3 separate regions of the Mus musculus genome follow, and regions 2 and 3 are each linked to region 1. Evidence: chromatin contacts called from public HiChIP or PLAC-seq and promoter capture Hi-C data. All regions are on one chromosome and are shown on one strand. Each heading gives the region's core, a stretch centred on a gene start, on an enhancer-like site or on the middle of the called end of the contact. The rest is flanking DNA. Distances are from core to core; before and after follow the strand shown.

Region 1 (3,244 bases), core at 504-3,003:
GAGACCCTGCATACAGTTTCTTCTTTGTGCTTCCTCTCACTACATATCTGGAAACAATCATGGAACAGATCTGCAGCCCCCTAGAGTGGCTCTGAAACCTAGGAACCTGACTACTCAAAACTAATTACCTTCAGGAAGTCTACTCAGGAAGGCTGCAGACAACAGCCACTACAATCACCCTCTCTGATTGCAACTCCGCACCTCGCCTCTATCAGCTATAAATAACCAACAGGAAAATGAACTTGAGATAAAAACTTAAAATGCTAAAAATATGGAAAAATTAATAGGTGGTACTGCTGGCCACAGATGATGACTGGAGATTCAATGACATTAATGTCAGGACAAAATCATTTGTACTTTGCAACTGCTAAAATGCCAAAGACTTTAGTAGATCTTTACAGGGACTCTACAGAGACGTGAAAATTGAATTCCCAAGGCTTTTATCTGCCCTTCTCTCTGAAACTGAAAAGTACCTTTTATTTTAATGCTTTAAATTTTGGTTGATGATGATGGTGTGCTAGACACCACCACATTACATGTATATTCGTTTCCTTTGAGGGTAAAATCCCACTATAAAAGAGGGGTGAGACAGTACTCAGAGGCCACAGGACCAGATTAATTATAAACCTAGCCAACTGAACCTGAATTTTGTTCAAATACTTCCTGTCTTTTGTTTCAACCTGCCATACACCTTCAAGGTTAACTGCAGTTTCCCTGAGCAACGGACCAGCCCACTCCAAATTGGGAGATGGGGACTCCTTCTGCAAAGGCATTTACTGACTCCTCGGCACCATTTCATTTGAAAATATGGTATTATTCAGTGACTGTCAAACAATACACACTGCATTCCTACCCACACAAGGCCAGCTCTGCTGAAAGCTAACACACCCACCTTGCTATGAAATATGCGGATGCTTCCCTACTAAGTTCTCAAGAGAAGAAACCGGGTAGAAAGCAAAATCGAAAGGCAACTCAAACCTAAAAAGCCCCTAAAAGCTGGTTTCTCCCAAAAGAAACAGAAAGGGCAAGAAAGGTACAAAGGGCGATGGGAAGAAGATAATGTATAATTTAAGCCGGGGAGCTTTCAACACTCAGAAAGAGAATACAGGATCTGGGGAGGCTGTAGGAGCAATCACAGGCTGGGGGATGGGAAGAGCTAAAAGAGGGGGAAAGGCCGCTTTGGCTGTTGGAGGTGTCTGTCTGGGTTTCGTCTTTTTTTCTCCCCCTCGCCCATCCCTCATAAGGAAAACGCTGGTTTGTGTGTGTGTGTTTAAATCTTATACAGAACCCTAGTTCTGGACCCACGCTTGCCAGCAGGGACAGATGTGGGAAAGGATGTCTGAATTCGCAGGGATCCAATATAGGGGTGGGGGCTGCAGCCTAGAAAACGGTACCCACCAGTACCACTCTGAGGCTAGGGCTGGGCAAAAGGCGACCTAGAGTGAGACAGGTCAGGAGGAGACCCCTGCTGAGGGGCGGAGGCTAGCGAGAGACAATGAACAATCGTAAAGACCCCGGAGGATGCCGCGACGCCTCCTTGGGGAATCCCGGGATCTGGAGGCGGCGGCCCCGCCCCCTAGGGGGACCATCCCTACCCCGACAGGGACTTCTGCTGAAAGCCACTCACGCTCCGGGCCAGGAGGCTCTCTCGGAGACCCGGCTCCCCCGGCACCGCAGAGCCCCGAGCCCACGCTCCGTACCTGGCCTCGGCGCTCCGGGATCCTTCCCCGCCGCCGCCTCCGCCGCCCGCTCCCCATCCCCAGCCTCCCAGGACCCGCCCCTTACCCGCCGGCGGCAGTGACAGGCAGATACCCTCGCCAATCATAGCTTTACCCTTGCGGCTCTGAAACCAATCCTCGCCGCCTGAAGGCGGGGCTTCTCCAAAGTCATCCCGGCTCCTCCTGGGGCCGCAAGATCCCTTTTGTTTGGGAGAGCCAGGCTGGGATTGAGCTGGCGTCACTTCCGGGAGGAAGTACCCTCCTCTGGTCCGCTGGAGTCTGTGCTCGCTCTGGTCTCCGCCCGGGTTCTGCAACTTTTCAGGACCCTGGGAACACCTTGTGGTGGCTTAATTGAGGGTTTATCTAAAATGTGAATAAAAGAAGTGAGTTTTAGCGTTTGTTTTCGAATTAGTATTGAAAACCTAGTAACGTGTCTTCTTTGCCCCCCCCCCCTCTCTCTCTCTCTCTCTCTCCCTCTCTCTCTCTCTCTCTCCCCCTTGGGTGTGGTGCTGGAAAGCAAGGGCGCAAGACCATCTTCTTTACCACATCACACTATGTACACAAAGGGAGACGCTGGGGTGGAAGCACCTGGTAGAGAGCATAACCCCTACCGACTTGCCTTTCAGGGCAAAGCCAAATAGCTGCAAACTTACCTGGTGTTTCCCCACACTGTGCTTGCCATTCATGTATGTGGGGGGCTATTTTATATGTTTGGGCCCCGTCATACCGTGGACCATGCATTTGTAACGAAGCCGAAACGGAACAGTAGGATGAGGGGAAATGGCTGGCCTCTTGAGCACAGGAATGCAGATCTTAGTGATAGAAACAAGACCTGGAGGGAAGAGATTGCACTCTACCATACATAGCCTGCACTTCAGCACCACAAGTGACTGAACTGTTTAAATAGCCGCATTGCTTTAAAGAACTTGTAACACGTACATATAAGAACTCAAGTATTTGAGTGCACAAGTAACATATTACGCGGAATACATTATTCCTAATTTTCACAATATTCAGCAAGAGACTATTAGGGACACACACACACACACACACACACACACAAAAAGCCCTCTGCTCATGGTTCTCAACCTGTGGGTCACGACCCCCTAGACAACCATTATAAAAATATCTACATTACAATCTAGAACAGCAAAATTACAGTTATGAAGTAGCAGCGTAATTATGTTTGAGGGAGTCACTATAACATGAGGAACTGTATTAAAGGACAGTAGCACTAGGAAGGTTGAGAACCACTGCCCTAGGCAAACAGCCCTCGAGACAGGTACAGTTTACAGTCTGGGTAAAGAGATACCCAGCCCAAGTAATCACGGTTTAGAGGAAGTCAAACAGTATTTCTTGTCCACACAGCGCTTCGTTCATCCATATACTATCTGTGTCAGTGCTGTGTGGGAAGACTGTCTTACCCTGCAATGTGGATAGCACTGTAAGAAATTAAGATGAGAAGACGAAGTCAAAGAAACCAAGAGAACCGGAGGAAGGCTATAGAGTTAAGAACTGGAAAAGAA
Region 2 (2,876 bases), core at 190-2,689, 2.0 Mb before region 1:
TTCAAAGTCTTTTCTGAGATTTGTGCAATCTCTTAACTGTAATCTGCAAAGCAAGACTGAGAACCAGTTTGCAAACTCCAAACTTCATCTCCATGTCTGACGTCAAAGGGCTCTTCAGATCTTAACTCCTTTCAGCTTTGCAGGTATCTCATGGCTCTGGCTTTTCCAATACTGGGGTCTCCAATACACACACACACACACACACACACACACACAGAGTGGGGGGACAATATTCATATTTGTTGCTTATTTTATTTTATTACATGTAATTTGTTCCCCTGAAAGCCCTACCTATGTCTACAGAGGTCTGCAGTTTCTCTGAATAACCAACTGAAAGTATGGGTAAGAAGTACACTTGGCAGGTTGTGGTGGCACGCCCCTTTAATGCCAGGCCAGGAGAAGGGGGGGGGGTATCTCATGAGTTCTAGGCCAGCTAGATCTACACAGCAAGTTCTGGGTGAGTCCCTGTCTCTCCCCCGCAAGGAAAGTACACCAGGATGAGAATGTTCTCCTCTCCCACAGAAGCAGGAAATAGATGGGAGTGTCCTCAGGGAGCTACCCTTTACCCAAAATGGTTAAGAGGACCACTGAAGTTGGGCATGGTTGTCCACACTTTTAATCCCACTAGGCTGAAGCAGGCAGATTTCCCAGAGTTCCAGGGCAGCATGTGCTACATGTGAGACCCTGTCTCAAAAAACAAACAAAAATAAAAAACCAACAAGATAGTAAAAGTAAAGTAATTGTTTTCTAGATTATTGACAGGGCAGCCTAAATAACTTTGCAATGGTTAGATCTAACCATTCCACTCCTCTACTCCAGTCAGGTGAATTATGCTTTTAGCCTGCTTTCAGCCTTTTAAATACTTATTCAGACTGACACACTACAAAAATCTTCTGGTAACTGAAACGGACAGTTAAAGTGGTTTGGGGAATTTTAGATTTTATTGATAATACAGCCTCGCTTATTTTTGTCTGTCGCAAGCAATGTAGTTTCTGGAAGACAAAAGCTTTACAAATTACTTTGTTAAAAACTTTTCTCTAAAGCAATGAAATCCCTTCTAATGTAGGAGACAGGAGAAAGCCTGTCCCGTGACTAAAGAGAAACTGCGATTTGGACTCCTGGATTATGGCTGAGGAAAGTGAAATCTTTTTATTCACGACACTCCCGGATCTGCCCTCAGAACTGTTCCTACTTCATAAGGCCTTCCTACTCAAGCCTCGTCGCTGAAAGCTTTCGGGCTCGCGAACACCGGGTGAACGCCTAAATTCACCCTTCGCCCCGCCCCCAGCGTCGCAGCAGAGTCACTAAACGCAGAGATTGCTTCTGGCACTACCCAGGGGCGAACGTAGAGAAGAAGAGTCACCGGCTTGCGTGTGGCTAAACGCAGGTCAGCGGCTGGCGTCACTCAGCCCTCGCGCGCAAGCGTACTAAGAGCACGCTCCCCCCACCTTCCCGTGCACGCGCTCGGAGCCTGCAACTCTCGCGAGAGAAGCGAGATTTATTCCTACGTACCGGGCCGTGCTGCTTATGGCGGCGCTGGAGAGGGGGCGCTGAGCTGTTGGGGTGAGTACGACCTCAGTGTTAAAGTGGGGGTAGCAACGAGCCAGGTTAAAGACAGCTGAGGAGACTCAGGTTAACGGGAGGGACCTCTGAGTGTCAGAGTGGGCACTCCTAGAATTCCGGATGGAGGAGAGTTCAGTGTGAGTTCCTACTCCAGGCGTCCCTTTTTCACCCTGGCTTCAACCGTCTCGGCCTCAGGGCCGGCCGCGAAGCCTTAGTGAGGAGGTGAGGCCAGGGGGTGCGGGTAGCGGCGGTGTCGGTGTCGGTGTCGGTGACTGAAGTGGGGGGAGGGAGCGAAAATGGAAACTCCGACCGCAGCCAAGATGGAGGCAGAGGGTGCGGGGCTCGGGCGCGAAGGCTGCCGGGAGCTGTAGTCCGTCCTCTTCCCCCTCTGCGGCTTGGCGGGGGAAAGGGAACTACAAGTCCCGGCGGGAGGGGTGAGGGGGTGGTGGCGCGGTCCTTTGTGTGCAGCTGGAAGAGGCCGGGGAGAAGGGCCTGTTCTTTTTTTCGGGACCTTGTCTGTCTTGGCCGTCACTGGCTTTGGGGATACTACTACGACTACCAGAGCGCAGTGCGGCAGTGGCGCCTTCTTTGTGTGTGGGTTGAGACCCTGTTCCATCTAGGGAAAGTGCTGCGGGACACCTCTGTTCCCTCAGCCACATCTGACCCTAGCGCGGCGGAATTGACACCTTTACTCACATTCTCTTGTGGCTGGGTCTCCACACCTAACTGTCCTTTGGCATTTGAAAAAGGAGTCGGGCCCCGTTCTAGGCACGTGTCTCCCACCTTTCTGTCTGGGGTAAATGGCATGCGTTAGGAGAGTTCCGTGATGCCCTCCCTCCGTGGTGCAAGCGCTGGCCTACATTGTGCAATGAATGGCTTGGCTTTGTCATGTATCTATCTAGTGTGAGAGCCCCAGTCGGAGAGCAAATTAAATTGGAAGATTTGACCGTCGAACGTTTCAACCATACCCAATCTTAGTGCCCCGGTTCTTTTGCTTTAAAGAGTTAACCTTAGAAACACCTTTGTGGCTGGTCTCCAACCTGACTCACAGGTGAGCAGGGAGTACTCCTTAACACTTTCCACTGCAGAAAACATTCTGAACATTATTAAACCACTTAGTTTCCTTGTTCTGCAACTAAAATGAGCAAAAAGATAGTGCTGTTTAAGCAGTTGAGGAGGACGGGCAGAAAGGAACTAAGGATGTTTAAAGATTGTAGTTGAGTTTGGACATTATGTTAGGCTGATGTGAACTTCTAGTTCACAAAACTGCCAAGTTTGTTTTTCTTTTGTTTATTGGTTATAGCCTTAAACTG
Region 3 (2,829 bases), core at 48-2,547, 2.2 Mb after region 1:
ACCCCCGGCCTGGCAGGGTCTGACTTTAACCCCAATTTGCTCAAACTCAGCAATCCTCCTTACTTCTGCATTGTATGCTGAGACTGTAAGTGCGAGCTACCATACACTGCAGTAAGAAATATTCTTGATCCTAAACAATCTTGTAAAATAGTATTAATAACATTTTATAGCTTTCGAAACAAATTCAAAGAGGTTAGCTTGTTCAGGATTTCAAGACTTAAAATGCAACGTTGAGCTTCTATCCAAACCAGCATTACTCACTAGCCCTCAACGTTTCAAGAGTATCAATCCTGCCACCAAAGACCTTGAAAACAGTCCCATGGATGGTCACTAAAAACATTTCTGGAGTATATAATTATCTCTTCCTCTGTGTTTTGCCTTCTGCTGACTGTTTCTTTGATCTTTCCCACCAACACCCATATCTGCATCATGTTTCCATGGTTGCGTTCACGGAGCGTTCTCCCAAACTAAGCCATCCTTCTTTAAGAATTTTAATAAGAAAAATTAGAGATGGGCTTTAAGAGGATGAGAAGCCCATGTTTAAAAAACAGAACAAAGGTGCAGATTTCCAGATCAAACAAAGAAACCATACTTGGGCTTAAAATACACTCTGGATTAAAACCTGGAATGTTGGTGTAGGAGATCAAAGGCACTATTTTGTTGACTTTTTTTTTTTTTAATGTGGAAGGTGGAGCTAAGGAAGGAAATTGGACTGGAATGTTGAATTATTCGGGTAATTTTCTAGGACTCAGCCTTAATTATTCCCAAAATTCAGTAAGAAAAAGTTTCATTAAAATTACTGTAAGTATATATCTTCATGGAAAGTTAAAGTAATCGGGTTCAAAAAAGCGATTAAAATGGGGCCTGAAACCCCAAATTAATCATACTACTGAGTCAGAGGGCACAAAGGGGCACAGAGCAGCCTGGATTTACTAAGGACTGCAGTGGGTTTGCTAAGATGGACTAAACCCAGGTACCCACGTTAAGCAGGCACTCTATCATGGAGCACTATCTAGCATGGAGCACTATCTTCAGCTCCAGCACTGCCATTTGTGGTCCAGAAAGAGCTCCCCCGTCTCTGGAAGACTTTTATGCTTCTTTTATAAACTAGTCTCAGCCTCCCTGAGGAACTTTGGACAACTTTCAAAAATCTGGAGTCCCATCCCCCATCCCAGACTTGAGAAGATTTTCTCCTTGGTTTACCCAATGGCTTTTGGCCGGAGGTGAAAAAAGTGTACCTTGTGGGCTGGCTGGAAGGCTGGCCTGAGTTGTTCTCAAGTTACAGCCTTTCCTCCTCCTCCCTCAGGAAGTAAAGTCCACAGGCAGGAGCTGCTAAACCTCAGCGCTGCCCCCGCTTGACTACAGTGCCTGGTTGTTTCCACCAAGCAGCGGAATGGGAAGCCTTAGAAAGAGAGTAACGTTTTAGGGAAAATAATTTTTCACCTGAAATTTTCTTGTCTCTAGAGGATTCATTTGCTTAAAGGTAAGGTGAAGTGGAATTGAAATTGGGTGATGGGTTGGTCTTCTCAGGGACCTGGAATGACTAGAATCTCTCTGTCTAGAATTATCTAATAGAAATCTCTCCCCCTACACACACACACACACACACACATCTCACAACTGGCATCTTTCTGTCTAATCTAACAGACCTTACTTTTTTAGACACTAAACACACACACATGCGTCGCATACACACCTGGCTGCTTTCACAAGGACAGATGAGGATAACATCCATTCCTCAGAACACGTTCTTTCTCAATATGTGGGTATTTATTTACTCAACTCTGTCTGAAGTTAGCACACTATGACATTCTAATCTTGAATGCTTAGCATCTCTCTCCTAAGGTGGAGACTAGTCTCCTGCAGAATCATAAGTTCACCACCACAACCAAAATATTTAACCTATTTAGTACCCTCTATTTCAAATCACTCATATTTCCTAAGTGGGCTTCCCAATTTGTTTTTCTGATCTAGTATCCTCTAAAGAGATAAGTTACTTTGTTGGGCTATCTAGTTCTTTAAAATACCTAAGCTCCATAAAAAGGGGCTGTCTAAACCCAAGAGCCCCCTCCCATTTAACTTTTCTTTAGATTCAAGGGCTGGTTCACAGGAATGGATGGGTAACACATGGCTTCCTCTAAAACTGGCTTACAGCTGATGGAGATCCTGAGCACAAGTAGAGTGGCCATTCCCATCAGGGACTCGAGGTTATTAACATCAGGCAGACTTCACGTAACTAAGGGGGAACGGAAAAGTGAAAAGTTTCATACCATGGAACAAAATAAAATTTAATAGTTTAACATGCACACCTATAATCGCAGCCTTCAGGAAGTAAAGGAAGGACAGCCACAAGTTCTAGGCCAGGTGGAGCCACAAAGCAGGTCTTAAAACCAACCAAAAAGACAAACAAAATATCCCACTTACAGTTAGATTACTTTCTTGACTACTGAATCAACTGTTTTGCATCTGTTCCAGTGATCTCCGCATGTAGCCTACAGGAAGCATCATGGTGAAGAAGGAAAAAACGCCCTCCCCTTACACCAAACCCCTTGATGGAGGATGGGGGTGGATGGTCGTGCTTCATTTTTTCCTGGTAAGTGTTTCTTTCCCCTTTCCAAGTGCTGAACTGTACGAAGAAAAGCTCAAAGCAGTCTAACAAGATCGATGAAGGAATCTTGAGATTTGAGTAGACAGGAAGCCAGGAACTTGCCCAAACTGCTAAGATCAGAGGCCACCTTGGCTGAACCCAGAAGCTGAGCTGTTTGTTCCCCTGAGAGAAAGGAGAAGCCTTCCCATCCAGGCCTCTCCGCTGCCTCTTCATCATCTCTC

Evidence for each region. Promoter capture Hi-C pulls out the DNA fragments that hold promoters and counts their contacts. HiChIP or PLAC-seq counts read pairs in DNA pulled down with a chosen protein or histone mark.
Region 2: a contact with region 1 is called in an H3K27ac HiChIP or PLAC-seq map of bone marrow-derived dendritic cells, with 8 times the contacts expected there. The contact joins the promoter of Csde1 here to the promoter of Cttnbp2nl in region 1. A contact is called at or near these places in 1 of 39 promoter capture datasets (liver) and 1 of 115 datasets of contacts at active chromatin or transcription factors (bone marrow-derived dendritic cells).
Region 3: a contact with region 1 is called in a promoter capture Hi-C map of embryonic stem cells, with 3 times the contacts expected there. The contact joins the promoter of Slc16a4 here to the promoter of Cttnbp2nl in region 1. A contact is called at or near these places in 3 of 39 promoter capture datasets (embryonic stem cells, liver and pre-B cells).

What each region holds. Positions count from the first base shown.
Region 1 is chr3:105,051,200-105,054,443 of GRCm38.p6, forward strand. It overlaps Cttnbp2nl (CTTNBP2 N-terminal like), which reads right to left and starts at 1,754. Exons shown (of 6, transcript NM_001163332.1): 1 at 1,701-1,754.
Region 2 is chr3:103,019,107-103,021,982 of GRCm38.p6, forward strand. It overlaps Csde1 (cold shock domain containing E1, RNA binding), which reads left to right and starts at 1,440. Exons shown (of 19, transcript NM_001161854.2): 1 at 1,440-1,563.
Region 3 is chr3:107,289,933-107,292,761 of GRCm38.p6, forward strand. It overlaps Slc16a4 (solute carrier family 16 (monocarboxylic acid transporters), member 4), which reads left to right and starts at 1,298. Exons shown (of 9, transcript NM_146136.2): 1 at 1,298-1,483; 2 at 2,476-2,593. The coding sequence starts at 2,507.